2 separate regions of the Pan troglodytes genome follow, and region 1 is linked to region 2. The links are chromatin contacts, called in public HiChIP or PLAC-seq maps. All regions are on one chromosome and are shown on one strand. The core of a region is the stretch at or near the end of the contact, and the rest is flanking DNA. Distances in the headings are between cores, read along the strand shown.

Region 1 (2,700 bases), core at 88-2,587, 87 kb before region 2:
CACTTTTAGCATTTTTTTTCTTTTTTTTCTCTTTTTTGAGACAGAGTCTTGCTCTGTCACTCAGGCTGGAGTGCAGTGGCATGATCTCAGCTCACTGCAACCTCTGCCTCCCTGGTTCAGGCGATTCTCCTGCCTCAGCCTCTTGAGTAGCTAGAATTACAGGCACACACCACCACGCCCGGCTAATTTTTGTATTTTTTTAGTAGAGATGGGATTTCACCATGTTGGCCAGGCTGGTCTTGAACTCCTGACCTCAGGTGATCCGCCCCCCTCAGCCTCCCAAAGTGTTGGGATTACAGGCGTGAGCCACTGCATCTGGCCGCTTTTAGCAATTTTAAAATATAAAATAACATTATTATGTAGTCACCTTGCTGTGTGATGGATCGCCAGAACTTATTCTTCGTGTCTAACTGAAAACATGTGACTCTCTTGGGTCATTTGAATGTAGCACGATTTCAAATTTGTATCATTCAAATTAGCATGAAGAATCACACAGTACTGTTCTTCAACCTGTTTCACAGATGCACAAACTGAGACTCAGGGAAAGGTGAAGAAGGGGCTGACCAGGTTTGCCAAGGATTATGCAAGATTAGAAAATTAATCTCCACTTTGGGAGGCTGAGGCAGGCGGATCACTTGAGGTCAGGAGTTCGAGACCAGCCTGGCCAACATGGCAAAACCCCATCTCTACTAAAAATACAAAAATTAGCTGGGCATAATGGCGAGCTCCTGTAATCCCAGCTACTCGGGAGGCTGAGGCAGTAGAATCTCTTGAACCTGGGAGGTGGAGGTTGCAGTGAGCTGAGATCGTGCTAGTACGCTCTAGCCTAGGCCACAGAGCGAGACGTGTCTCAAAAAAAAAAGAAAAGAAAAGAAAATTAATCTCCAATTCCAGAGCCCAGGGCTCGTTCCATTACATAGCAGCATCATGAGGTCAGGAAACAAAAGTGTCCCTACCGGGGGGCTGGGGGATCCCTCTACAGGGCTCGAACCCGTAACCTCAGTTGCAGCCCCCGGGACGCTCCCGCCCTGGAGGCTCCAGCCACGAGGCAGCGCCCCCTGCGGGCCGCAGCGCGCAGGCGCGGCGCGCCCGTCCCGCCCCCGCCCCCCTCCACGTGCGGCGCACACCTCGCGCTCCCCTCCGCCAGGCTCGCCTCGCGCCTCCCTCCCTCCCTCCTCCCGCCCCTCCGGTCCCGGCCTCCCATTGGCTGCGGGCTTCGTCCCTCCGGCCGCAGCCCGGCAGGCCCCCGCCAGGCAGGAAGTCCCGCGCCACAAGCGGCCGTCCGCGCCGTCGATTGGCCCAGGTGGCTGTCAGTCGATGCGGCGGGCCCTAGTCGGCGGCGGGGGCCCGTGATCGGTGCGCGACCCGGGCTGGCGGTGGTTTCCGGTTCCGCGGGGCTGGCGGGCGAGCGGGCGGCCGGGATCGGCGGCGGCGGCGGCGGCAGCGGCGGCGCTTGACAGACAATGAGGGCGGCGGGGCGGCGTTGAGCGGCGGCGGCGGCGGCGGCGGCGGCGAGCGACGCGGGGCCCGGGGGCGGGGCGGGGCGCCAGCCATGGACAATCAGGTGAGGAGCGGCCGCGCCGCCCCAGCGCAGCCCGCCCGGCCCCCTCCCGCCCGCCGGCCAGCCCGGCCCTCCCCGGTCCCGGCCTCCCCGCTCCGCGCCCGCCCGCCCGCTTTGTGCGCGCCCGCCGCTCCCCGGGCCTTTATGTGGGGCGGGGGCGCCCCTCCCCCATCCGCGACCCCGGCCAGGGCGCCTCGGACACCCTTCGGGACCCGGGCTGGGCCCGGAGCCCCCTGGGACGCCCCTGGTGACCCCCCAGCCTGGCTCGGAGACCCCCGGGAGACCCCTCGGAACGCCAGTCCGACCTGCATCCACCTGGGACGCCCCTGGGGACCCCAGCCCGGCTTAGGGACCTCAAGACAGCTCTCGGGACTTCAGCCTGGCCCAGAGCTCCTTCCAGGCACTTCCTGGGATCTGGGCCCTGTTCAGACCCCTCCCGGGACCCCTCGGATCTGCCCTGTAGACCTTTCCCTCTCTAGGTCCAGGGCCAGTCACTGTCTCCTTTCCTGTCTGGACCCTTGTCCCCGAGTCGCCTCAAACTCCCAGAGTCCCCAACCTGCTGCCTGTCCTCCCTTCAACCTCAGCTCAGATATGAGGCGTCCCCGGCCCCCTGGGACCCTGCTCTGCGGCGTCTCTCTTCCTTGAACCCAGGCCCAGTCTAAGCTTTATCTCCACCCATCCCCTACCTGGACCTGAGCCTTCTCTCCCGTCTGATCCTGCCCCGGCTGCAGCCAGGGCATCCCTTTCTCTCCCAACCCCAGCCCTGGCCTGAGCTCCTCTGACTCCCTAGGACCCTGGCCTTCGGTCTTTTGCTGCAGGGACTCAGGCCTGTTTGGAGTGTCCCCTCTCTTTGTACTTGCTTTTTCAGACTTCTTTCTTTGACCCACCCTGCCGCCTCAGCCCCCTTCTAGTTTCAGGCCCTCGTCACTCTCCCTCGGACCCGGCGGGGCTGTCTCTTTCACCTTCAGACCCTCTGCTCTGAGACCAGGACCGGGAGCAGTTTCTTCTCTGACCTGGATTCCCCAGACCTTTGAGTCACTGATGGCCTGCTGTTCCCCTCAGCTTGGGCCCTCTCCGCCCCTGGGATCCTGATTTAGGCTTCCCCACACTTGACCCCAGTCCAGATCTCCCTCCCAGGC
Region 2 (2,700 bases), core at 104-2,603:
GCTGATATAAAAGAAAATATTTTATATTAAATTTAACATAAAAGGGCCGGGCACGGTGGCTCACGCCTGTAATACCAGCACTTTGGGAGGCCAAGGCGGGCGGATCACCAGGTCAGGAGATCGAGACCATCCTGGCTAACACGGTGAACCCTGTCTCTACCAAAAATACAAAAAATTAGCTGGGTGTGATGGCGGGCGCCTGTAGTCCCAGCTACTCAGGAGGCTGAGGCAGGAGAATGGCGTGAACCCGGGAGGCAGAGCTTGCAGTGAGCTGAGATCGCGCCACTGCACTCCAGCCTGGGCAACACAGCAAGACTCCGTCTCAAAAATAAATAAATAAATAAATAAAAGTGTAGCACGCATAAAATTTATCCATAAACAGACGTTTTATATACTGTACATTTATAAAAACTATACCTTAAATGTATATATAATTATACATATTTTTATATGTTTAATTTTTTATTTTTTTAACTTTATTTTTACCGGAGGATTCAGTTTACTATGGGTATTGGAATGACTTTTCTTTTTTTTTTTTTTTTGAGACAGTCTCGCTCTGCTGTTGCCCAGGCTGGAGTGCAGTGGCACCATCTGGGCTCACTGCCTCTGCCTCCCGGGTTGGAGTGATTCTCCTGCCTCCAGCCTCCCGAGTAGCTGGGATTACAGGCATGCACCACCATGCCTGGCTAATTTTTGTGTTTTTAGTAAAGACAGGGTTTCACCATGTTGGCCAGGCTGGTCTCGAACTCCTGACCTCAAGTGATCTGCCTGCCTCGGACTCCCAAAGTGCTAGGATTAAGGCGTGAGCCACCGCGCCTGGCCTTTATATATATATATATATATATATATATATATATATATATATATATATATTTATATGTAAAGTTTTCATATAGGGAAACAGAGGCACAAAGGCACAAAGTTTTCGTGCAAGAAAACGTAGCTAATGGCTGCTCTGGGATCTGAACCAGGGTCCCTAAGGCTGCAGCTTTTCATTTCTGGCTCTCAGGCAGCCTCAGGGAATCCGTTAAAACAAACATGCGGGTCAGACAAGTGGCAGTCACAGGAGAGTAACACTGCGCAGGCGCAGGAGGGATGGAGTGGCGCGCAGGCGTAGGAGGCGGGGGGAGATGGGGGAGGAAGGCCCTGCAGCGGTGCGCAGGCGCAGAAGCAAGTGGGCCGGAGCGGCGCGCAGGCTTATCGGGGGCAAGAAAGGCGCGCAGGCGCAGGAGGTGGGGAGGGGCGGGGGAAGAAAGGCCTTGGAGCGCTGCGCGGGCGCAGGAGGTGAAATAAGTGGCGCGCAGGCGCAAGGGTGGGTGCAGAAGAGGCGCGCAGGCGCAGGAGGGGCGGGAGGGGCGCGCAGGCGCGGACCGCCTGGCGGTACTTTGAAGAAAGACTTCTCGACGCCGGGACACTGCTGGTGGTACTCGATGTAGGTGAGCAGGTGGCAGCTGTTGGAGCCGGGCGCGATGTTGTTGGCGTACTTGATGGCCGTGCTCGCGACCATGTCGTGCACAGTGAGGAGTGTCTTGTTGCTAACTTAGTCCTTGCTGAGCCGCAGTCGCGCCTCCCCGTCGCGCTCCGTGGTCCGAGTAGCTCAGCCTGCGGACAGGCGGGTCAGCGGCGGCCGGAGACCCCCAGATGGACCTAGAGAGAGGCGAGCAGGTGGCGTGTCAGGGGCAAAACCAGGGAGAGATGGGAGCACAGGCAGGAGCGTGGCACTGAGAGATGGCAGACGGAGGAGGCGTGGTGTATGAAGTGGATTGCCAAGGGAGAAAGATGACCAGCGAGGCACAGAAGGGGATGCAGGGACAGGTGGACAGTGAGACGCACTGACCCAGAGAGAAGAGTTCAGCAGGAAACCCACCAGCAAGCAGACAGGTCAGCTGCAGGCCCACTGTCCCTGCCGGGCGCCGTCTCCTCCCCAGGGACCAGACACTTCTTTTTTTTTTTTTTTTTTTTTTTTCTTTTTTGAGATGGAGTTTCACTCTTGTTTCTCAGGCTGGAGTGCAATGGCGCGATCTCAGCTCACTGCGAACTCTGCCTCCTGGGTTTAAGCGATTCTTCTGCCTCAGCCTCCCAAGTACCTGGGATTACAGGCATGCGCCCCCACACCTAGCTAATTTTGTATTTTTAGTAGAGACGGGGTTTCAACATGTTGGTCAGGCTGGTCTCGAACTCCTGACCTCAGGTGATCCACCCACCTCGGCCTCCCAAAGTGCTGGGATTACAGGCGTGAGACACCACGCCCGGCGGGACCAGACACTTCTGACAGCTGCTAACCACCTGCACCCCCAAACCCCCATACACCCAGCCGGGCACCCTATGGTGGTGCTCTCCATGCCCGCATCCCATCAGGCAACTTCTGAAGAGATAGATTGAACCCTAAAGGATCCCAACACTGGCTGAACCGCCTTGGCCAGCCCTGAAGCGCTAGATCCCCACTCTCAAACTGGCTTCTCTGGGAACACCACTACCCTCACCCAGGAGCCAAGGAGCCCCAAACTCTGTTTTTCTTTCCTGGGTGTTGAGTGCCTTTCTGTCGTGGACTCTGAATCTGTCCGAGGACATGGTCTTCAAAGTATCTTTGTTTTCCTTGTCACTGTCTGGGGGCATCTAGTTTGCTGGGCTTGGGCAGACAGATCTTCAAACGAAATTACAGTGGGCAGCAGGGGTGGGAGGGTCCAGCAGGGAGGCACA

The links. HiChIP or PLAC-seq counts read pairs in DNA pulled down with a chosen protein or histone mark.
Region 1: an H3K4me3 HiChIP or PLAC-seq map of stem cell-derived excitatory neurons shows a contact between it and region 2, with 4 times the contacts expected there. The contact joins the promoter of MLLT1 here to the promoter of RFX2 in region 2. A contact is called at or near these places in 1 of 7 Hi-C or Micro-C datasets (a lymphoblastoid cell line) and 1 of 1 datasets of contacts at active chromatin or transcription factors (stem cell-derived excitatory neurons).

The regions. Positions count from the first base shown.
Region 1 is chr20:8,640,553-8,643,252 of NHGRI_mPanTro3-v2.0_pri, reverse strand. MLLT1 (MLLT1 super elongation complex subunit) reads left to right here and starts at 1,337. Exons shown (of 11, transcript XM_063801065.1): 1 at 1,337-1,564. The coding sequence starts at 1,553.
Region 2 is chr20:8,553,318-8,556,017 of NHGRI_mPanTro3-v2.0_pri, reverse strand. RFX2 (regulatory factor X2) reads left to right here and starts at 1,353. Exons shown (of 20, transcript XM_063801062.1): 1 at 1,353-1,436.